6 separate regions of the Mus musculus genome follow, and all the other regions are linked to region 1. A link is a contact called in public promoter capture Hi-C data. All regions are on one chromosome and are shown on one strand. The core of a region is the stretch at or near the end of the contact, and the rest is flanking DNA. Distances in the headings are between cores, read along the strand shown.

Region 1 (3,919 bases), core at 439-2,938:
AAAGCTGTGCCCATGATCCAAAACAGGACATCATAGCAACTGAATTTCCAAACTTATAAAAGTGGACACTGCTGATGCACCAACAACCTTGCCTCTAAAATGGTTATTAAACAGACTAGTATGGCAGATGGCCCACAACAATAACAACAACAACAACAAATTGCAGGCGCTTGGACAACTGGTATAAGAGCAGCTGGAGGCTCAACATGTAGAAGAGTCTACCAGCCCATGGAATTGTCCTTTGTGTTGTGAAAGAAAAGAAATCAGGTAAATGGAGGATGATAAAGGACTTAAGAGCAGTTAATACGGTACAATGAAGCAAAGATCAGCAAAGACTTGAAACCAGCAAAGCAATGCAAAGCTAGCTATACACTAGTCACTGTGGGTTGACTCCTATTTATACTCTCTCCAAATATCACATGGGTCTGCATCACCTGACATTTCCTTAAACTTCCACTTCAGGGTACACTACAGGAATGCAGTCACAGGATGGGCCAGAATTTTCAACAGGAGGAAAACAAGCCACATCTTGACAAAAGTAAAGGGATGTCAGGAAATCATAAGCTACAGGACAGAACTCGGGAATTAAAAAAAAAAAAAAGTGTGACACACACTAGGCTCTTGTAGATGCATATTCAACCATTTCAGAGATCATTTTGGCCCAACAGCCATAGCACCTATCAAGAAATCAGAGAAGCCTAGGGGCTTCCTATGCAATGGAAACACCAGACAAAAGTAGGGTGACTGTAGATAAGGACAGAGTCTACCCCCAGGATGTGACACAAGTCCCCTTGGCTGGAGTCACAAAGGTACAAAGTTGCCTCACCTATAGTGACTCTCCAATTAATCCCACACCACGGGGACACAAAAGCTATGGGTGCCTCAAACGAAAATACAATCCACCCCACACGGAAGCCTTAACAGGGAGAGCCAATCACAGTCACTGTTGCCCCCACCCTCACCTTACCTCTACCGAAATTAGAAAAGGTCCACTGGGAAGCAGTCACACCTCAGTCGGTCACCTCACACGCTCCCAAAGTTAGGCAAATGCTCACAAACACAAAAGCCCAGGGACCTCACACTCGAGGGACCTCACACTGGTAAAAAAAAAAAAAAAGCATGGCACAAAACGGTCACACAGACTCCAGCCACACACACAATGGATGCGATCATACTCACCAATCAAGGAATCCTCTCTGCCTCCATATCCCCTAGACTACCACCCAGACACATGATAACAATTCTACACAGCTCCGGATCTCCCGGAGTCAGCTTCATTGCACTGCACAGGATGGTGCATCCAAACCCTTGGCACCAAAGGCGTCTCATTATCCCTAAAGTTCTCCCCAAACCTGTCAGGAGTACCCTGCCCACTCCTTAAAAAAGGCTCCCAGGAGAGGGAAATACAACGCCTGGAAATGTCAGGGGCTGAAAGCTGTGGCCTGAACAACAGATACAAAGTGTTCGGCTATTCGTCGGAATCGTGAGGAAATCCCAGCGGTGAAAGACTTCATAGACCTAGATCAGGCTCCTCGACCCAGCACTATCTCAGCACTGCGAGTTTCCAGGGAACCGAGGTATTCTGGGAAATGTAGTTCAAGGCCGTGCTGGTGACCGGAGGCGCATGGCTCGAGTAGGCTGAGTCATCCAATCCCCAGGCGGAAATCTGTCTAAGGAGGCTGTTCCGAATTCGACTTCCTGCTGGAAGTTGGGGCCACAGACCGGAATGTAGGACCCCAGCGCTAAGACCAACCCAGCATTGGCAGTCTGACCAAGAGGAAGCCTCGTCCTGTAGGTGCAAGAGTACGCAATGACAGCCCTGAGCGTGTGTGAGAGAAAGCATAGGGAGGTTAGATTGCATGCGCGGCTGGATCTGGGAGGAGTTGGACGGCAGAGAAACTGCGAGGTAAGGAAAATGAGCGTGAGCAAGAGTTGGGCTCGAGCTGTGGCGCTTTGTGAGTGGAGCGAGCTGTTGTGGGGAGGAGACATTGTATGCGGATCGAATGGTTCTTGGGGATTGGGTCTCGACTGGATGGATCCCTGTACAGGAGTGGCTGAGATTATAGAGATAGCGGAAGCTTCCTAAATCTCATTTTCTTTTCAAATTACGATTAGTAAGTGCGGTCTTCTGGAGTGTCTGTGGGAGGGAAAATGTATAGCTGATAATAACTAATTAGCATTGTTATTTTTCTGTAAGTTAATTGTGCGGCGTAGGCAATCTACAGGCAATATAGCCGACTTTTTATTTTTAACACAGTGTTTTGTCAGTCGGGGTGGTTTTTTTTTGGGGGGGGGCGTTATTAACGCTCAGGGTACCCCAAGCAGACATCGTCCCTTCTCTAGAGAGTTCCTGAGGAGACACAGGTAAGGTTTGATTTTGAGGCTGGCTTGCAATTCTCTTTATAACCAAGGTTGACCTGAACTCCAGATCCTCTTGTCAAGTGGTTTCTGTTGGTTTGTTGTTTAGACAGGATCTTGCTGTTTAGCCCTGGTCACCCTTCAGAGGCCGTCCTCCTGACTTTCAAGGTCTGGGATAACAGGTGTGAACTACCATGCCCTGCTCCAGAAGGTGATAAACGGAAGTTTATTACAGAGAGCAGCATCACCATGATTAAAACAAGCTGCACACAGTACTTAAGAGCCAGTGGGACACAGCCATAGAGGTGTGTGTCCATATCAGCCAGAGTCAGTGGACACAGCCACAGCGGTGTGTGTTCATATCAGCCAGAGTCAGTGGACACAGCCGCAGCGGTGTGTGTCCATATCAGCCAGAGTCAGTGGACACAGCCGCAGCGGTGTGTGTCCATATCAGCCAGAGTCAGTGGACACAGCCACAGCGGTTTGTGTCCAGATCAGCCAGAGTCAGTGGACACAGCCGCAGCGGTGTGTGTCTATATCAGCCAGAGTCAGTGGACACGGCCACAGCGGTGTGTGTCCATAGCATCCAGAGTCAGTGGACACAGCCGCAACGGTGTGTGTCCAGATCAGCCAGATTTAGAAGGTAAATGTCATCTCATTTCTTTATCTGAATTAAATAGAAACCTCAGTACCATAAGCCTGCCCCATTCCCTTTCTGTTTTTGAGACAGGGCCTCTCTATGTAGCCCTGACTAGCCTAGGACTTACTATTTAAATACATACTCATAGTGAACTCAAAGATTCATCTGCCAATGCTGATATTTCAGTTGTGGGCCACCATGCCTGGCATGCATGTATATATGTACACATATATGTATACATATATATGTATCTATATGTGTGTATATACACACACACACACACACACATATGGTAGCATCATTAAAGACCAAGCACAGTTGTCAAGTGGTAGTTTTTGTTTTTGAGATAGGCTGTAGCTTACGCTGGTCTCAAACAGGATACATGTCAGTTCAGAGTCTAGGGCTGAACCCGGACCCTCCCAGCTCCACTCTCCAAGTGCTAGCTAGGGCTGTGGGGGAGCCCCATCACACCCTTCCAGTGAGTTGGTATTTGATTTAAAATTCAAGTCTTGCATCATCCACTCTCAGGTAGGGAGATGATAACTTCACTGAACTGGATGCAGCCTAGTTGAGCAAGAGACTGCTGGACAGAACCATGAAGGAGTTCTAAGCTCAGTAGCCGAATGAGAACCATGCCTGGCACAGATGCCCATTGAGGGGCTGACACCATTGAAGTGCCTTCAAGACTTCCTCATAAGCCTGGCTCTTAAGTTTTAGTTGATATGAACCATCTTCCTCTACTGGAACTTAAGCAAGCAAACAGTCGGACGGAATGGCATCAGTATACCAGAGAACAAGAACAACCGCGAGCAGGCACTTACAGCACAGCTGTAAGGATAACTGAAAGGCATGGAGAGATGGCTGCTCTTGGAGAGGAGCTGGCTTTGAACCCCACTACCCTCATGGTGTCTCACAACTGGC
Region 2 (3,919 bases), core at 874-3,373, 1.5 Mb before region 1:
CAGGGAGCAGCAGGGAGCAGCAGCAGCAGCAGGGAGCAGCAGGGAGCAGCAGCAGCAGCAGGGAGCAGCAGCAGCAGGGAGCAGCAGGGAGCAGCAGGAAGGTGCTAACTTGGAGGACAACTTGTGCTCTGTAGCAAGACCCTGTTTCAAAACCGAGAATCTACAGATGCCATCCTAGGTTATGTCAGATGCACCATGACGAATTATGGGATCATGTTGAGACTAACACAGCATGGTCTTTATATTCTTTTCAATTTTACTAACAAGCTTTTTTGTGTGTATGACAGGGTCTCACTGTGTGTAGCCCTAGATGGATTAGAACTCTATGTAGACCAGGGTGACCTTGAACTCACAGAGCTCCTCCTGCCTCAGCCTCAAGTGCTGATTGAGCCCAGAGCAGCACCACTGAGCTACACTCCCAGGCAGTACGAGTGCATCTCCCACAGTATATACATAGTGCCAGAAGACAGCTTGCAGGAGTTGGCCTTCCTCCCACTCTGTGGGTCCAGGGGATGCAACTGAAGACATCCTCAGCATTACCTGCTGAGCATCTCGCTGGTCCTCTAACCCTAGGCTTATTTTTACTTTGAGTCATGGTCTTAGTTGCCCAGACTGTCCTTGAAGTCTGTAGCCCAGGCTACCCTTGAACTTTTTCGGCATTGGACACCTAGGTAGCTGGGGTTACAGGCTTGAGCTCCAGATGCGAGTGTTGGGGACAGCATTGACAGGTTGGAGACATGTGGCCTCTGGGTTCCTCAAAGGCACGAGAAGGCAGGTGCAGAGTTGATTACGTGGCGGAGATACAGCTGCATTTCAGACTCTTAGCACACTTTTCACATTAGCCCAGGCTGGCCTAGAACTTGCCAAGTAGCCCAGGACGAACATAATCTCATCTTCCTGCCTCTACCTCCCAAAGACTGGGATTGCAGCTGTGCTCCACCACGGGTAGCCCTCTTGTTTTCTGAGATTATCGACAGGCAGTGGCCACCCTAGGAGATTCAACAGTGTATTACACTCAAGTAAGGGAAGTGCTGCCACTGCGTGGGGGAAAGAGGCATGGAAGTGCCGAGAGAAACGGCTACACCAACCGTAACGAGCAAAAATGAAGAAAATATGCCAGCAAGATGGATCACTAGGTAGAGGCATTCACTTGCCAAACCTGACAACCTGAGTTTGGGTCCACATGGTAGGATGGAACTGACTCCTAAAAGTTATCTTCTGATCTCCATACACCTGCCGTGGCTCGAACTCGTGTGCGCACTCAAAGCTAAATGTGACACAGAAGCCAGAGTAGAGCACAACTGACTAGCACCTTGAGTTCAATAAGGTTGGAAGGAGAGAAGGCCACGACGTTGACCTTGACCTCCACAGCTGCACGGTTCCGACTTACACAGACACACTAAAAAACAGTCCGGAGATTAAAAGCACTTTTTCTTTCAGACAACCCAGGTTCAGTTCCCAAAACCTGTGTGGTAGCTCAAAACTACCTTGCTTCCTCCCTCCCCACCTTTCCTTCCCCCTCCCCTCTCTCTCTTCTCTGTCTCTCAGATAGGGGTCAAACCCAAGACCTTACACCCTAGGCAAGTTCTCAGCCACTGAGCTATCTCTAGCCCAGTTCACAAACACCCTGGAACTCTAGTTACCGATACCGTCTTCAGATTTTCTTAGGATCCAGACACACATATGGCTTACATATACAGATATGTAACAAAACATCCATATATGTGTTTGTTTGTTTGTTGAGACGGGGTTTCTCTGTCCTGGATCTGGCTCCAGAGATCCACCTGCTTCTGCCTCCGGAGTGCTGGTATTAAAGGCGTGCGCCGCCACCACCGCTAATTCCAGTTTTCTGGAGGCAGAAGCAGGCAGATCTGAGTGTATATATGAGTTCCAGGCCAGCCAAATGTACATGGACGCTGCCTCAAACAAGGCAATAAAATAATAATAATAATAATAATAATAATAATAATAATAATAATAATAATAATAATAAATTAAAGTATGTGATGCCGCCCCTGCTGGTTCAGAACTTGAGGCGGCCGTGGCGGTAATGGCACATGGCACCCCTAGAGGGCGATAGAGGTCCGGGCACCCGTCCTTGCGCAAGCACTTTTGTTTTCCAGGGCGCCGAGGCCCGCGCATGCGCACATCTTCACGCTGCCGCCGGAGCCGGTGCTTCTGAGGATTCAACGGTGGCAATGTCCGAGCTTCCCGGAGAGAGCAGGATCCCGGACCTGAGCCCCATGAACGGCGTCGGCGACGTCCTGCAGGTGGGACTGGGCGGAGGCAGTCCGGTCCCCGAAGCCCAGGAAGACCCGCTGGCCACAGCCTCCCAGCCCATGGCGCCGGCCCCGGGCCTGGCTCCCGGGCAGTTCCCCGGCGTGGCGGGCCTGATGGCGATCCCGCACGTCCACGCGCCGCTCCTCCTCCTAGAGCTGTACGAGCAGCGGATGTTCCAACACTATCTGCACACCAACCCCCTGATCCCCACCAGGCTGCTCCACGAAATCGAGGAGCGCCGCCGGCTGTTCGTGGAGGGCTGCAGGGCCAGGGAGGCGGCCTTCGACGCCAACCCCCCGCAGATGGACTCGCACGCCCGCGCCTTCATGCTGGCGCTCACGGCCTCCGACGCCCGCGGCCCCAACGCCGACTGAGGGGTGGCCTTCACCTATAACCTCCGAGGAAGGAGGCCGGAGGACCGGACTTCAAGGTCATCCTCCGCCATGTAGCGAGTTGGAGGCCAGCCTGGGCTACAGGAGACTGTCTTTTAAAAATAAAAAATAAAAATAAAAGATTGGTGGCCAGGAAGTCAGGTGACTCCTAGAATCAAGGGCAAAGGCAGATGTCTGGGCAAATGTCATGAGGTGGGGAATCCATGCCAGAATCCAGCCGTGGGCAGGGTGGAATGAAGCAGGCCGGGAGAGAGAAGGGCACTTGAGGCTTGAGGCTGACAAGCAAAGAGGACTCTTCTGACTTCCACCTTGTGACTGTCAGCAATCTTTCCCTCCCCTGCATTTGTTGAAAATCATGGTTGCTTCACTGCGAAGGACGATGGTTTTGCAAAGATGAAGTCTAAGAAATATCAATGAAAAAGACCATAGAAATCAGCGGAGATGCGGGAAGAAACCAGGGGATGTGCTTGCTAGATTCTGTTCCTCCCGGGTTTTACTGAGTAAGAAGAAAGCTGTAAACCACTTGGACATTTCAGAATTGAGGGTCGTCCCATCGTCAGCTGACAAGATCCATGTATCGTTACTTCTTGTGTTTGATGTTCTGTAGACGAGTTGTAAATATTCAGATAGGGAAAACCATGTATGTGTTGTGAGATGAATATTTTTCCAGACCTTGTGTAGTTGTAACCATGCGGAAATAGATGAGTGATTATTTAAATAATACAGACACAAGACTCAAATTCTGCAAAAGATACTATGGGAAGTTAAACTTATCTGCCAAATTGAAAATAGGTATCCATACAGATTTGTGTTTTCTGTAGGGTTTTTCAAACAGATTTTATAAGGCATATATGAACTGGTACCAGTCTAGTTATCCCCCAATCTTGGGTGCTGAGGATGGACCCCAAGCCTTCTTGCCCTGCTCCCATTCCTTCTGAATCAAGGTAGGGTAGGGTTTTGGCTCAGTGGTTAAAGGTGTCTGCTGCTAAGCCTTATTACTGAATTTGATCCCTGGACCCAAGAGGTGAAGGTGGAAGAATCCACACCCATTTCCTCCAAGCACCACTGGTGCACATCCACGTGCAATGTAAACAAATCTACATAGTACGTACATATATCAGCATCTGAGGTTTGATATGTTCAGTTATCATGGAAGTAATTCTATATAGGTTTTTTTTTTTAATGACTACTATTTAAGTCTGTATCAACATATTTAATGAACTAGTTGTCTTCTGGACATCTGGGTT
Region 3 (3,919 bases), core at 1,014-3,513, 1.5 Mb before region 1:
GCTAAAAAGAGACAACCAACCTCAAAATGGTGGTTCATGCTCACAACGCCAGCACTTGGGAGGCGGAGGCAGGAGAACTGTGAATTCAAGGACAGCCTGGGCTACACAGCAAGTTCAAGGCCTGTCTACATTATGTGACACCCTGTTTCAAGAAAAAGACTTAAATTTTAGGTGCAGCATAGTGGGGATAATTCCTATAATGGGCATTTTGAAGACAGTTTGGGCTACATGAGACATTGTTTCAAATACAAAATCAAGGCCAAGGAGATGGCTCAGAAGTAGAGTGTCCCAGGAATCTACTAGGGACTAGGAGCAAGGCTCAATGATGGAGTCTTGCATAGCATATGGGGAGTTCTTCTCTATTACAACAGATAAGATACAATAAATGGATTTTGGAGCCCTTTGTCTCATTTTGGGGTCAGAGATGCTCAACCTCTCTCAGGACATGGTCTTTACATTGCTACCATTAGGAATTTTGAATTATATTTATACCCAGATTGCCCACAGATCCAAAACCACTAGCCCAGCACCACATCCTAGGAGCTATGATGACATCACAAGCCCAGCAGGAATGCTCCACTTTAGAGGCAGCCCATTATCAGTCCTGAACTCAACACTGCCCCTTCCTACCCGTGAGACACCCACCTCCAGCATGCTCTCCCAGCTGCTCTCTCCAGGTTTCAATGACGAGGGAGAAGGTGCCCTGGTTGGACAGAGAAGAACGAAGAGAGGAAGCCGGTGGTCAGGGAAGCTCACTGACCTCCAGAACACAGCACGGAGTCTGGAAGCCAGCTCTGGGACTGAGCTACGGAGCATTCCCAGAAGGAGCTGCCCCGGGAGCCAGGAGCATTTTGGTCTCATTCTGGATACGCCATTGTGCCAAGTGTGTTTGCACATACCTGTAATCCCAGCGCTCAGGAGGCTGAGATAGGAGGGTTTCAAATATGAGGTTAGTTTGGGGTATCTAGCAAGACCCTGTCCAAAAGGACATACTAAGGTGTTCCCATCTACAGGTGAGGAAATAAAATATGGAAAAAGTTCCCAACAATGTCTACATTTCAAATACGGGCCCTGATTCTTTTTGAGATGTGCAGGGTACAGGGATGGGGACCAGGATTCAGTAAGTGACCTGATGTCCCAACCAAAAGAACTAAGGCTGGAAACATGAGAGATTAGGTGACCTCAAGAAAGTGCTTGAGAGGAGCCCCAGGTCCAAAGAAGAGATCTAGAATAAAGACAAAGACCCCAACTCGACTTGCTATTGCACCCCATAACTCCAGCACTTGGGAGATGGGAGTGAGTGAAGACAGGAGGATCAGGAACTCACGACCAGATTTAGCTACATAGTGAACTCAGAGACAGCCAGGCTTGTCTCTAAAAATACAAAACAAAATACAAACAATAACAACAAAACAGGATGAGAAGAGGATTCACTGGGTAAAAAACACTTACTGAAAACCTTAGTCCAACCCCCTGGGTCCCACATGGTAAATAAAGGGCAGAACTGAAATTGTCCACATATCGCTGTAAAGCGTATTCGTGAGTATAACACACACACACACACACACACACACACACACACACACACACACACACACAACCACAAAAAGATGAGAAGCCCAGTTTTAAGACATCCCTGAAGAGAATAGCGGAGGGGGTCTGGGAATGTGGGTTTCGGAGAGGAGGGGGTAGTAAAGGCTCTGGGGCACGGGATGGTGTCGGGAGCTGGGGGGGGACAGAAAGAGGTGGAGGTTGGACTCACCGGCCAAGCATCGCGGAAGGGCACACGTACGAGGCCATCAGGCAGCGGCAGGGCAGCCGCTGACTCTCCGGGGTGCTCCGTATAGACCGGGACGCTCGTGCTCAGTGCTGCGCCCAGGGCGCACAGGGACTCGGTGGCCTCCTGGGAGACTCCGGGCTTCAGGCAGACCCTGAAGAAGAGGCGGCAAGGGCCTCGGGCGTTGCAGGGGGAGCGTGGGGTCCCGAGGCCTGGGCCTGGCCCGAAAGAATGAATTTGTAGCTCGAAGACACCAGCTGGCAGTGCCTGGGACAGAGAGGGCCACAAGGTTAAGGGACCTAGGTATCTGTGTGCCCCATGAAAGTCTCTAAGACCTCCAGGTCTCGGCCCAACCCCATCTGTTCCTTTCCTTTCTGTATCTGACCTGAGGAAGAAGAAAAGCCAGGATCAGCGTCTGGGAAAGCGGAGACACCTGCAGAGAGACCATTGCTTTGGGGGACAGGATGGGGAAATAGTCTCAGGAGTCGCAGCTGCTGGATGCCGGAGTCTTATATTTGAGGGGACGCTCCGCCCCTTCAGGCCAGTCTTTTAGCTACCGGCCGAGAGGGGTCCCAGGGAAAGGGATACAGTAACTCTATGTGGGCGACTTGGTGAGGTTCATCCTGAGTGTGATTGCATGCGCCAATCTGAAAGCGGCAGGGGTTAATTTCTAAGATACTGTGCGTACTGAAGTGGGAGAACGGAAATACAGGTGCATTCCTCTCTATCATGTATGTACTTATGTGAGCTCCTGTCCGCTGTGGAGGACCCTATGAACCCATGAGTGCAGTGAATGCGTCTCCAGCCGGCTGTGTGTGAGGTTGTGTTTCGGAGCCCCACAGAGGAGGCGGTGAGGAAGAATCCTGAGTTCTTTGTGTGGACCCCTGTGTGTTTGTGGAAGACCTCTCGTGTGTATGCATGTGTGTTTCCCCTTCTTAAAACAAAGCCCCCCCTCCGCGAAGCCAGTATCGCCACCAGACGCCAGGCTAGGATCCTGGTCTTGGAGGGGCCTCCCAGCTGTATGTAAATGTCGCCATCTGCCGGGCGGCCGTGCCCCTCCCCCTTGGGCCGCAGCTGGGCCTCCCATTTGGGCTCAGGAAGGTGTGAGAGGCAAACGGACAGGAAATTAGTCTTCAGTCTTCGGGCACCAGGGCCCCACTCTCCACCCCAGATGAATGGAGCTGCTCATCCCACCCCGGGGGGCGAGGAGGTGGGATTTCGCAGGATCCAGGCAAGTAAAACAATTTAGGTGCAGGTGCCCAGGCTAGTGTGCTGAAGTCAGACGGTGAGCAAGGCTGCAGAAACAGAGGAAACCCACTCCCCACCCCCAGTAAATACTAAGTTAATACTCAGAGCTAGTAATTTTAGGGAAAATATAAGTTGCTCCTATATCCACATTTGTCTTGTAGAGGGGAGACGGCTATAGTCCCACTAAATGTTTAGTCGAAAAAGAGGCGTGGGTGGGCATGGCAGACCTGTAATCCCAGCAGTGCAGAAGCAGGACAAACAAGAGAAAGAAGCCAGCCTAGACGACATAAAGCCTTTCTCAAAACCAATACAGGAAAATACCACAAAACCCTACCACACCTGGTTTTGCTTCACCACGAGGCAAGGTGGTATTTCCAGAGCTCTGAATCACAAATAAAGCAGACTTTAAGGGATTTCTGAAAGTCTTAGCTGTTTAGGACTTTGTTACGCACAGAAACAGAGCCCCTGCTAAGGCCTGGGGTGTGAGGAGGATCCTGGAGCAAACACATTGTGAACAGCAAAGGCTGAGGCCCTGGGACGATCATGCCTGCCCGACCAGCCATCCCAGGAGCTTTTCCTCTCACTGTAGACTCTGCTGGCACACACCTTCCAAAGAGGCGCTCCAGATCATTCCATCCGGTCTAAAACAGCATCTTCCAGCTGGTGAGATGACTTAGGCAGGGCACTTTCTGCCAAGCCTGTTTTCACCCGTGGATCCACATGGCCAGGAACTACCCCCACCACTCTTCTCTTACCGGATGCCCATGCCTACTCTGCCCCCAGACATATAAAAATATAAAACAAACAAACACCTCTAAGGCCCCAAACCACTGCTTCTCTCCTCAGTTCTCTTTCCTGTGAACACTCCTTATGCCTGTTAGGTTAGCACTCCGG
Region 4 (3,919 bases), core at 486-2,985, 1.4 Mb before region 1:
GCAGGTCCCCATCCTCCTGCTTCTGGCTCCCCAGTGCTGGAATTGCAGGCACACATCATCGTGCTCAGCTAGAATCTCCTGTGTCCTTTTACATTTCTCATTAGAGTTTATTTGTTTATGTTTGTGCATGCATGAACACGCCACGTCCCACTTGCGGAGGTCAGAGGACAATTTGTGGGAATCAGTTCTCTCCTTCCATGTGGGTTCAAGGAATGAATTCAATTTTTCAGGCTTGGTAGCAAGTACCTTTACCTTCTGAGCCACCTCACCGGCCCTATTTTGGTCTTTTGGTATGCAGTGTCTCTGTGTAACACTGGCTCTTCTGGAGTTCACTGTTGTCACCTAGGTTGGCCTCAGACTTGGCAATCCTGACTGCTGGAAGATATCTATATCTATCAATGTATATTATGTATTATGTTATATAATTAATAAACATTGCAATTATATTTAAATTGGGGGCTGGAGAGATGGCTCAGCAGTTAAGAGCACTGACTGCTCTTTCAGAGGTCCTGAGTTCAATTCCCAGCAACCACATGGTGGCTCACAGCCACCTATAATAAGATCTGATGCCCTCTTCTGGTGTGTTTGAAGACAGCTACAGTATACTCACATAAATAAAATAAATTTTAAAAATTTAAAAATTAAAAAAAAATTATATTTGAATTGTATAGATTTAATTAAATATATTTAGTTATATATTTATAATTATATTATATACACATATATAATAGTATATAGATGTATATATAAACATACATATTACATATATATACTTATTACATATACATACTTATTACACACACATGTATTACACACACATATATATATACATATAATAAGCTGTAACTGTTTGGGCCTTTTCTATGCCTACCCTTGCTCCCAAATAACACAGAGACCATTATATTTATTTAATAGCTTTGGCCTTAAGCTAGGCGTGTTCCCAAATAGCTTGTAACTCAATTATTCCATTTATACTAATCTAAGTTCTGCTATGTGACTTGTTACCTCTCCTCGGTTTCATACAGTCCATTTCCTCCATGTCTACCACGATTGATTCTTTTCCAGAGTTGCTTTCTCTGTCCAGAAGTCCCACCTTGCTCTTCTGCCTTTTGCTATAGGCCATAGGCTTTTTATTTTAACCTATCAGAGGACACCTGAGGTAGGCAAGGAAGGACAGAGACACATCTTGACACAGTATACAAAAACATCACTCCAACAATAGGCCACCATTTTCATGGTAGCATTTATTAATTTTTGAGACAGGGTTTCTCTATGTAGCCTGTCACTGCTCTAGAGGCAGTGGGACCTGGGAGAATGGAGTTAGTAGAATGGTTGAATTTAGCAGTGGGTGACAGCAAACTTTAATCCCAGCACTTGGGAGACAGAGACGGGCTGATCTTTGAGTTCAACGCCAGCCTGGTCTATAAGAGAGGACCTATACAGAGAGACCCTGTCTTGAAAAAACAAGAAAATAAAGAATAAACGTGTTTTCCACAGTACCAGACTTATTTCCTCTTTTTAGGCATCTCTATCTGGGAGATAGGTGAAGTTTTTTTCTCTTCACAGCAATCCCAGACCAGAGTTGCAAATTTAACTAGGGCCACAGTGAGGCAGTATTCGAACCCCCATCTTAGTGACTGAAAAGCCTCACAGGTTCTGACAGATGCAGGGAAGGAAGGAAGGGGAGGAGCCCTTTGTGACAGTTGTCCTAGGCTAGGCATAAACAGGATGTGGTGTTAGAGGAAAGCTTCCCCCTTTCATAGCCCATCCCTCTCAGCCTGGGGTCCCCACCCCTAGAAGACAGAGGAACTGAGAAGAGGCCTAAGGACAGAAAAACATGGTCAGAGGGCCTGGGTGACAAGGAAGGGTGAGGGGGCCGAGTTCAGGGTGACCTGGATGGAGGTCAGATGGGGGATGAAGGTCACAGGCAGGAAGGGAAGGGACCCAGTCTTGACAAAGCTTGGTCGTAGAGGTAGAGGCCTCAGGCAAGCAGATGCTTAGGTCTTTTGGAGTAATCCAAGGGAATCCTCCAGGAAGGTGGTACCTGGCCCCTGTGTGTCCCTCGGAGCTGAACTGTGTGTCTTAGTAACTGCCTCCCTATCCAGGTGTTTGCCAAAGGCCACTCATCTAGGCTAGTTTCAGCGTCTTCATTGACTTACGAAGATACTTGGGTCAGGAAAGGGGCCAGGTTAGAAGCTAAGCCGGCTCAGCTCTTCCCTGTCCCATTGGCAGTCGGACTCCCTGGTGGTGTGTGAAGTGGACCCGGAGCTAAAGGAAACATTGAGGAAATTTCGTTTCCGAAAAGAGACCAACAATGCCGCCATCATAAGTCAGTGACCTCTGCCCTCTCAAGGGTGGCACGGGGGGGGGGGCTGTCGGGGGGGGGGGAACAGCAAGGCAGGGAAGTCTGGGCTGGTGTCCCCTGGAATGGCGAGGGGTCTGTAATCTGTGTTCTATCCCTCCCCAGTGAAAGTGGACAAAGACCGGCAGATGGTGGTGCTGGAGGATGAACTCCAGGTGAGGGGCTGGGATTCTGGACATTCCAAATACAGGAAGATGTCTGGGGACAAAGTTGGGAGGGTGCGCCAGGGTTGGATCAGCTACCTCATAAACAGGGCACCGTGACACATGCTTTTCTAATGCTGGCACTCTAAGGGTGCAGAGAGAGGGACCAGGATTCAAGGTCATTCTTGGCTACAGTGTTAAGTTGGAGGCTAGCCTGGACTACACAAGACCCTGTATCAAAAAGCCAAATAAGGCTGGGTGTGGTGGCACTGACTTTTAATACCCCAATGCAAGAGATAGAAGCAGGCAGATTTCTCTGTGTGCTTGAGGCCAGCCTGGTCTACAGAGTGAGTTCGAGGGCAAAAAAAAGCCAGGTGCTTCAGTTAGGGTCACTATTGCTGTGATGAACCACTACGACCAAAAGCAAGTTAGGAAGAGAAGGGTTTATTTGGCTTACATAGCCTGAATCACAATCCACTGAGGAAAGTCAGGGCAGGAACTCAAACGTGACTGGCACCTGGAGGCAGGAGCTGATGCAGAGGCCATGGAAGAGTGCTGCTCACAGGCCTCTCGTGGCGTGGTCAAACTATTTTCTTATAGTACCCGGGGCCACCAGCCCAGGAGTGGTATACCCACAATGGAGCTATGTTCCTATATCACTAAAGAAAGTGCCCTATAAGCCGGGCGTGGTGGCGCATGCCTTTAATCCCAGCACTCGGGAGGCAGAGGCAGGCGGATTTCTGAGTTCGAGGCCAGCCTGGTCTACAGAGTGAGTTCCAGGACAGCCAGGGCTATACAGAGAAACCCTGTCTCAAAAAAACCAAAAAAAAAAAAAAAAAAAAAAAAAAAGTGCCCTATAGACTTGACCTAAATCTGATCTAATGGAGGCAATTTCTCAATAGCGGTTCTCTCCCCTTGAATGACTATAGCTTGTGTCAAGTTGACACAAACTAGCCAGCACAGGAGTTAAATAAAAAGAAAAGGTTGGGAGGACAACTGTACAGAGCTCTTGCCTGTAGAGCCAGGTCCTAGAGCTTAAAAAAAAAAAAAAAAGTTTTCATTTTAGATAAGGTAGCCCAAAGCCACTAGCAACCCTATATAACTGGATAAACCTCCCACTGTGGCTTTGCCGTCTGCAACAGCCTTCCTTCCTTCCTGCTGGAGCTAAGTCTGTTTGGCAGAGAAGGGTATTGACCAGGAAGAGCTAAGCTCCCTTAGGCCCCCTAAAAGGAAGTATACTAAAGCGGTTACCATGGGAATGCAGATTCAAATCGGAACTCTGGCATTTACTATCTTGTGCAATGTGGGGCAAGTCCCTTGACACTGCCGGACCTCAGTTTCTGTAGCTGTCAAAGTGGGCATAATAAGACCTTCCCATAAGGGTTCTGAGAAATCTCAATGAGTCCACATGCAC
Region 5 (3,919 bases), core at 703-3,202, 1.0 Mb before region 1:
TAGTCCCAACACTAGGGAGGAGAACCCTGGAATGGAGCACAGTGGTGCGCGCCTTTGATCCCAGCACTCCGGAGGCAGAGGCAGGTGGATGAGTTTGAGGCCAGCTTGGTTTACATAGTGAGTTCCAGGCCAGCCACCCTGTCTCAAAGAGGAAGAGGAGGGTAGAGAGCAAGAGATGACCGCTGAGGCTCTCAGGCCAGCTAGTCTAGCCTACGTGCTCAGTGCAGCCCAAGGTTGCCCTCTAGTCCACACACACACACACACACACACACTCCCCAGGCGGGATGTAGTGATACCCACTTGGGAGCTGAAAGCAGGAGAATGAAATGTTCAAAGCTATCCTCAGCTACAAAGTAACCTCAAGGCTAGCCTGGGCTACATGAGACCGTCAAACACAAACAATCGAGAAAGGAAGGGGGAGGATAAAGAAAGCACAAAAACCAGACCCAAAGTAACCAGAGGGAAATAATAAAGGAACAGGAACCAACAAAGTAGAAAGTGAAAACTAAGGCAACTACTCCTGGCTCTTTAAGATGAGTGTTTGTTGGGTTCCCCTCATGGGTCAGGCACTGAGTCACTGGGCATACGCAATAAGCACAAAGGACAAGAAAATCCCGGGTACAATCCCTTAATGCACGCCGTCACCACAACCATCCCTTCTCCCCAGCTTATCTACTAATCAACATTTCCTACTCTTTAACCTTTTTTCAGTCACCCTCTCCTCCTTTTCCTCTTCCCTCCTTTTTGATACTGGGTCCTTCCAGGCTGTCCTCGGACTAGTGATCCTCCTGCCTCAGCCCCTCGAGTGCCAGAATGACAAGTGTGTACCATCACACTCAGCTAAACTAAAACCAGGGATTGGAAGGTGGTAGTTTGGGAGAAGCATTTGGCTAACAGATGAATCTAGCCTCATAGAATAGAGTTTCTACATCTTATGTAGCTCTGGCTGGCAGGGAACTCAATCAGGTGGCCTCAAATTCACAGAGATCCACCTGCCTTTGCCTTCCAAGTGCTGTGAGAGCCATGACACCCACCAGCTCAATTTCTTAACTGCAGGGTCAATACTGGACGTGTCAGCTTCAGAGACTCAGGGCCAAGAACTAGTTTTGAAATCAAAATCTGGCTTATACAAGAATAGCCAAAGACCAAAGACTACATCTGGAAGTAAGAGGTAAGAAGATGTGGGAACTAGAGTGGTCGGAAAGGTTCAGATCCGATTTGGGGATCAGGAGCTCAAATTTATAGAGTTCAAAAAAGGTGAGACACTTGACTGTGTGAAAGCGTACCAGTCTCACAATTTAGTGTTTGGGGGTTAAGGGCCAGGAAGTCCAGCATCGGAAATCAAGAGTTAGGAACGAGACGATACGAAGTCACAGGAATCGTAGGCTAAAGGGGACTCAGGTAAGATCCCAGGGCTCAGTCTAGTAATTTAAGGTTTACTCACGTGTCCCCATCCTCAGTGACGTAGCCAAAGACTAAGGGCGCCCACGACAGCTCTGGGCCAAGCTCTGCGCCCAGACCTGGTCCTCCGGGAGCCGCTGCGTCGGGACCTAGAGAGCCCAGGCCGCTGTCGCACCATTCATCGGCATCCGCAGTTTTCCCCAAGCACGCGACCCCGGCCATGGCCCCAGCCACCTCGGGTGGCCCCCTGTGGTCGCCTGCCTGTCGCTGGGCTCTGCGATGAGCTCCAGTGCTTCCGCCCTATCGGGAATTCCCCAACACGCCCCCTCATATACCCAATCAAAATGTTTTAAATAGCTACACCCCGCCCCTGTACTGCACCACAGCCAATCAGAAAAATGAGGTGGACATTCGCTCGCTGAGTTTCCCCACATTTTCCAGACGCCCTTTATCAATATGGCCGCCGGCGCCAGGCTTTTTGGGATTTGTAGTTTGATAACATGAGAGGCACATTGTACGAAAGCGGTTATGGGGATCGCATTGCCTGCCGGGAGTTGTAGTTCTCTATCCTATCTCGGCCTCTTCTTGTTTCCGCTGCCGTCACGGGACAGAGCAGTCGGTGACAGTCCCGAGGGCCCCCACCCCGTTCCCATGGCCGAGCCGGACCGTGAGTTAGGGGCCCTGTTGGGAGGGTGGGAGGGTCGGGCCGCGCCGGGGCCTGGCTTTGGGCTGCAGGCCCCGGGGCCCGAGGGTAGGCTCGGTGGGGCGGGAGACAGGATCTACCTGAAGGGAGTGGGATTCGGAGGGGTGTTGCTAAGTGGTCCGTATTACTAGGTTGGTTGGTTTCTGGATTGTGAAATGTAAGGGTCCGATTGTCAAGTTCTTAATGATCGCATTTCTCGTACTTTGGCTGCTGAGGACCCTCGTTGCTAAGGACCAAAGTTACCACTATCCCGGTTGCTAAGGTTGTCTGTTGTTAAGGGCAACTGTAGGATGGGTTCCGGGGACCCCTGTGGCCCCTTACTATCTCATTCCTTCAGTTCTTGTGCCTCTCCTAAACCTCCTACCTTCACTGCATCTCCTCTCCCACACTCAACTCTCAGCAGAAGTATCCCTACTTACGTCTCTTGAAAAACTTAGCCCTCCCTCATTCTCTCGACTCGCACATGCTACCATATCCTGCTTAACTCTGAAACCTTCCTTCAGTCCAGTCTCGCCTGCTTTCTCCTCCTAAAGATTCCCCTCCTCAGCCTTTTCACGTCACACATACCTCCACTCTAAAATATGCCTTTTCCCATCTCCGATAGTTTTACTACCATCCCTGACTCTGAAATAATTAGGTTGGTGGGTCCTCTTGTCCTCCACCATTGTGAGCCCTTCTGCTTAACTCTTTCCCCGCACTGTAACCACGTCTGCTCCCCTCCTCCCCAGCCTCTGACCCTCTGGAGACCCAGGCAGGGAAGGTGCAGGAGGCTCAGGTGAGATGGGGAAGGGGTGGAGGGAAGGAGAGACTTGGTTCCACGTGCCGCACTGGGGGGAGGTGGCAAGGGAAGGCTTTTACCCAAGGGCCCTTGGCTTATGGCCCTGATCCCCAAGCCCATCTGGGGATTAGTACAATCTCCTGGGAGAATGGTGGCTTCTTGGGACTGTCAAGGAAAATGTATAGCCTCAACCCCTGGTTCCCTTCCATATCGTCCTCGTTTCCTACTGTTGCCCATCCCATCCTCAGCCCCTTCTGAACCTCATTTGTGCTGGACCTGAAAGAGACGGTTTTCCAGTTCAATCCGCAAACTCAGATCCTATGAGGTGGGGGAAAGGACCCTATAGGGCACGTTATAAAAGTATCGAAGCTGGGTGTGGTGCCAGCCCCCTGTAATGCCAGCACATGGGGGGGGGCAGGGGAGGGGGGAAGTGAGGTAGGAGGATGGAGAAAGGAGAGGCAGCTTGGGCCATATGGTGAGACCCAGTCTCAAAAAAGGAGGGAGGAAGGGAGAGAGCATACCCCTGGAGTACCGGGCAAACTCTGTGGGTCAGAGATTATAGAAGATTCTAGCCAAACTCTCCCCTGGTGGAACCCACAAGCTGATCTAGGAACAAGACCAAGATATAGTCACAGTGTCGTATAAGTGAAGTGATAAGGGATTTTCTTAAATGAGATCGGAGGTGGTGTTCCATGCAGGGTACAGGCCTGAGAGCACGAAGGGATAGTAGATGTTTCAGTAGTTGGGTTGCTGGCGTGGTCATTTATTGATACTCTGCCTGAATTTTAATGTACATGACTTCATTTAATCTTTGCAGCATCCCAGTGAAGGGAAGGCCTCTCATGGCTGTGTTACAGATGAGCAGCTTACTTGGTGAAAACTGTTAACCCCTGTGTTCTTTGGGTAGAAAGGAAAGGGCTTGAAACTTATGGGGAAATGGGCTCCGAAAGATGCTGCAGCTTCAGTGGAGTGTAGATGAGCCATCTCAAAGATGTTTGAAGACACGTGCCAAGGCCTCCGGTTCCCCCAGAGGCCAG
Region 6 (3,919 bases), core at 769-3,268, 1.0 Mb before region 1:
GCCAAGGGGTCGGGGAGGGATGTGGGGGCGTGGGGGGACCTGCGGGACGCACGTCGCTGCGCCGGCGGGAGGGCGGGGGACAGGCTGCGGGAGCAGCGGGCACGGGCGTGGGCACCAGTAGCTGCCCCAGGCGTGAGTAGTCTACGAGCCGCTTGCACCGTACAGGGTTTAGCCTAGTGCGGACAGCACGCCCGAATGAGGGGCATACGGGACCCGCGCGGGGGAGGATAGGAGACCTCCCGTTCCCCTCCCCCACTACCGTCTCTGACGTAGACGCGGGACCCCGCCCTTCTGCGGGAGCGCCGCCTCCCCGCCCCCCGTGCGTCACCTGCTACGCCTTGGCGGCGTACCCCATGTTGGGAGGGCCTTCTTTGGAGTGTCTGTGTCCAGTGAAATGGCTGGAGATCCATTTATATCCTCACCAGCCTCCACCGCTTCCAAACTTTTTTAATTAGGAGAATCCCTTTGTATCCCAGGGTAGCCCTGAACTCAAGGCAATCCTGCCTCCAGAGCGCTGCATTACAGGCTTGCAACCACTACGCCATGCTTAAAACTTATCCCAACACCCGGGGTTCTGTTCTCTGAGCCTTTACTCACATTTCAAACTTAGTACCAAGCGGATATCCGCTTTGGGAATGACCTGGTGGAAAGGTGTCACAGCACGTTTTGAAGCGGCCTGTGAGTCTTACACCGTCTCAAGACGTGTGTGTGTGTGTGTGTGTGTGTGTGCGCGCGCGCGCGTGCGTGTGGTGGGGGTGGGGGTAGATACGCGCCTTGTCTGTGCTAGGCAAGCGTTCCATTGCTGAGCTACATCCCAGAGTCTTCTTGACTCCCTAGTTTCCCCATAAAGCCTCTGGACGGGTCTGTGGTCGGGATCCGGATCCTCCGTCAGTACGTTCCCTGTCTGCTTGCTCCCCGGCGGGCACTTGTCGGCGTTGCAGCTCTCGGGCTTCGCAGGACCCTGGGAGGAGACAATCGCTTCAGAGCAGTCTCCAAGTAGCGAGTCTAAGCCACAGAGCACTCTGGAGGACGCAGGGTGCTCAGTTGCCAAGTGCGAACCGAGTTGAACTATAAAGATCTACCACCATGACTGAATTTAGAGTGAAATGACGGTGCCTGCCAGGGTCCAAAGTCACATGGCAATCAATGAGTGTTTTATTAGTGAGAAGTGCTCAGATTTGAAGGTTCTTTTAAAAATAATAACCTCCAGCTTAGGATAGGGTAGAGGTGAAGTAAACGTTCTAATGGGTTATAGCTGCTGCAAATTGTTGTCTTGCTCTAGACTTCCGGAGCTTGCAAACAACAGACGCGCGAAAGACCGTTCGGGTACTCGAGTAGTTGTATCCCTTAAAGTCACCTCTTCTATTGAAGCCCCCCCCCCCCCCCAAAAGTACAGGAGCGCATGCGCTCTCTCGGGACCGGTTCCTAGATTGCGCCACAGAGAGCCTACGGGCTCTCCTTTTTCACCAATCAGAAGCTATCAGTCGTCCTATACCATCTGGCAATAGGGCATTCTTTCCACTCTTCATTGACCAATCGAGTGTTGACGTACGAGACGGGCACCTGGGGGAACAATTGTAGGAACACAGAAGGGAAGGCCTTTCTTGTATCCCAGCGGAGTGGCGCGGGAAGATGGTCGTTGTGACTGGGAAACGCAAGGATTTCAGAGTGACCGATTAGCTAGGAAACCAATGAGAGCGGGAAGGAGGCGGAGCTTCGGAGGCCCACTTCCATTTACTGTTTGTGGGAAGGCGGAGCGATCCCAAAAATCTGGCCTATTAAATCAGAGTTTATTTTAAGGAGGTGGGGCCTGGCGGAATGACTGGCAAGAAGCGTTCACCTATAAGGAGTGCGATTGGCGAACAGAGGCGGTCTTTCCAATAGAACGGCATGCGTCCTATCCAATAGAAATGAACCGTGAGGAAACTTCCCCTCCCCCCAAGATAGGGCCAGTGGCTCCCCCTATCGGGTGGGGGCGGCGAGTGACGGGCGTGTCCCTCCCCCAATGAGAGGCGGGGGGAGGCGGGTTCTGCGCCGCCATGTCGCGGAGGCTGCTGCCCCGGGCGGAGAAGCGGCGTCGGCGGCTCGAGCAGAGGCAGCAGCCGGACGAGCAGCTGAGGCGGGCGGGAGCGATGGTGAAGATGGCGGCTGCGGGCGGCGGAGGTGGCGGTGGTCGCTATTACGGCGGCGGCAACGAGGGAGGCCGAGCCCCTAAACGGCTGAAGACTGAAAACGCCGGCGACCAGCACGGAGGCGGCGGCGGCGGAGGCTCCGGGGCGGCGGGCGGCGGCGGCGGGGTGAGGCTGGGGCTTTAGACTCCCGGAAGGAAGGGGAAATTTCGTACTTTAAAAAGCTATTTATTTTTCACAGGGGGGAAAAATCTCTGCGCAGGCGCTGCAGCCCTCGCGCTTTTTTGGTGGGTGGGGGAGGGGCAGGCGTTGGGCAAACGGCGGGGTTTGCGCGAGGACAGGCGCTTGCGCGTGCGCACAATCCGAAGCGGGGCTTGAGGGGGCGGAGGAAGCGGCTGGCTCTGCAGGCACCGCACTGCGCAGGCGCCGCGGGCCGGCATGTGGGGGGCCTAGGCACGCGGTCGGGCCGTTTTTTTTTTTTCTCCTCACTTCTTTATCTTTTTTTTTTTCCTCTTCTTTCCGTGTCCCTATGCGCAAGCGCGTTTCTACAACCACAGCCAGCGAGCGGGAAGCGGGTGGGCGGTGGCCTGACCGAGTCGCCCCGTCGCAGTTTTAATCATGGTCGTTTCCATATAGAAGTTCACTTGATGAAATTATAAAATTATAATGCCCAGATTAAACTGTTTAACTTCTTTTACTGTGTGCATTGAAAAACGGAAGACGATTTGTGAAAGGCAGATTTAACTTTGGGAATTGAGCCAAGCTTAGAAATTATCACTCGATTTGCTTAGGGCTCCAGGATTGGGGCATTTATAAACTAAACTGTATTATGGTCCTGTGGCTATGCATAGAGTCTTTCAGCCTATTTAGTCTTCTGAAGGTCACAATTATGGTGTCTGGGTTAGGATGCAGTTTGCATTCCTTTTAAAAGTTTATTATTAAAGTCCTTCCGGTGGGCACGGAGTCACAGGCCTTTAATCTCTTTGGTTTGAGGCCAGCCTCTTATGCATAGTTAATTCCAGGACAGACAAGGCTGTGAGACTTATCAAAAAGCCAAACAAACAGTGCCCTCTTGATGAGGCTGCTGCTCATGCATTTATCAGCTTCTCCCTGTTGTTACAGTGTTAGGTTTCTCAAGGATTTGGAAGACATTTTAGTTGAGTCTGGTAAGTTAACTGCCAAGCTAGACAACGGGAGCCCATGAGGTGGAAGGAGAGAACAGACTCCAAAAGGTTGTTCTCCGAACATCTCATGGGCTGTGTGGTGAGCCTTACCCCCACCCTAATCATTTAAGGTGAGAGGTACCTCACATTCGGTGTTGGTCCTCTGAGATGGGGACTTTTATGGACTCCCTTTACAAAGCAGGAAAGACACTGGGTAAATTAGGTTGAGTCTCACCAGTGACAAACAGAAGTAAGATTAGAACTCAAGGTTGTGGAAGGCAAACCTCAACTGGAAATGGCTGGGAAGGGTGTGCCTTGTGTGGTTCACTAAGAACCCACTAATATGCATAGGTTTCTGCCCAGTAGTGTTCGGGGCATGGGCCACAGTCTAGAGAGATGGAGGAGGACGTTCTCTCCAGAGCTCTAGAAACTGCCTGTGTGTGATTGTGTGAGTGGAGGAGCTGTGGAAAATGTTACAGGTTGGGATAGCAGTTCGGGGTGGAAGACCTTGGCCTAGACAGTATAAGACAGGCAGGGCGTATTGTCCTGGAAGCCTTGTGTCCCTAAGCACTTGGTCTTTTGCCCAGACCAGACCTGAAGGTGACTTGTGGTCACAGTCTTCTTAAT

Evidence for each region. Promoter capture Hi-C pulls out the DNA fragments that hold promoters and counts their contacts. Capture Hi-C pulls out chosen DNA fragments and counts their contacts.
Region 2: a promoter capture Hi-C map of adipose tissue shows a contact between it and region 1, with 3 times the contacts expected there. The contact joins the promoter of Eid2b here to the promoter of Zfp790 in region 1. A contact is called at or near these places in 1 of 39 promoter capture datasets (hippocampal neurons) and 2 of 9 other capture datasets (adipose tissue and liver).
Region 3: a promoter capture Hi-C map of liver shows a contact between it and region 1, with 3 times the contacts expected there. The contact joins the promoter of Dll3 here to the promoter of Zfp790 in region 1. A contact is called at or near these places in 2 of 39 promoter capture datasets (liver and neutrophils), 1 of 115 datasets of contacts at active chromatin or transcription factors (astrocytes) and 1 of 9 other capture datasets (liver).
Region 4: a promoter capture Hi-C map of liver shows a contact between it and region 1, with 2.1 times the contacts expected there. The contact joins the promoter of Gmfg here to the promoter of Zfp790 in region 1. A contact is called at or near these places in 2 of 39 promoter capture datasets (liver and pre-B cells) and 1 of 115 datasets of contacts at active chromatin or transcription factors (bone marrow-derived macrophages).
Region 5: a promoter capture Hi-C map of pre-B cells shows a contact between it and region 1, with 2.3 times the contacts expected there. The contact joins the promoter of Sirt2 here to the promoter of Zfp790 in region 1. A contact is called at or near these places in 4 of 39 promoter capture datasets (cranial neural crest, liver and pre-B cells).
Region 6: a contact with region 1 is called in a promoter capture Hi-C map of liver, with 2.4 times the contacts expected there. The contact joins the promoter of Hnrnpl here to the promoter of Zfp790 in region 1. A contact is called at or near these places in 2 of 39 promoter capture datasets (liver and pre-B cells).

The regions. Positions count from the first base shown.
Region 1 is chr7:29,814,384-29,818,302 of GRCm38.p6, forward strand. Zfp790 (zinc finger protein 790) reads left to right here and starts at 1,689. Exons shown (of 5, transcript NM_146185.2): 1 at 1,689-1,906.
Region 2 is chr7:28,275,583-28,279,501 of GRCm38.p6, forward strand. It overlaps Eid2b (EP300 interacting inhibitor of differentiation 2B), which reads left to right and starts at 2,124. Exons shown (of 1, transcript NM_001177427.1): 1 at 2,124-3,919. The coding sequence starts at 2,199. The coding sequence ends at 2,654.
Region 3 is chr7:28,299,522-28,303,440 of GRCm38.p6, forward strand. Dll3 (delta like canonical Notch ligand 3) reads right to left here and starts at 2,264. Exons shown (of 9, transcript NM_007866.2): 1 at 2,163-2,264; 2 at 1,763-2,044; 3 at 646-703. The coding sequence starts at 2,225.
Region 4 is chr7:28,439,202-28,443,120 of GRCm38.p6, forward strand. Gmfg (glia maturation factor, gamma) reads left to right here and starts at 1,736. Exons shown (of 7, transcript NM_001039192.2): 1 at 1,736-1,840; 2 at 2,233-2,329; 3 at 2,468-2,517. The coding sequence starts at 1,838.
Region 5 is chr7:28,764,800-28,768,718 of GRCm38.p6, forward strand. It overlaps Sirt2 (sirtuin 2), which reads left to right and starts at 1,953. Exons shown (of 16, transcript NM_022432.4): 1 at 1,953-2,068; 2 at 2,833-2,879. The coding sequence starts at 2,053. It overlaps Nfkbib (nuclear factor of kappa light polypeptide gene enhancer in B cells inhibitor, beta), which reads right to left and starts at 1,845. Exons shown (of 6, transcript NM_001306222.1): 1 at 1,445-1,845. The coding sequence starts at 1,623.
Region 6 is chr7:28,808,872-28,812,790 of GRCm38.p6, forward strand. Hnrnpl (heterogeneous nuclear ribonucleoprotein L) reads left to right here and starts at 2,019. Exons shown (of 13, transcript NM_177301.5): 1 at 2,019-2,297. The coding sequence starts at 2,040.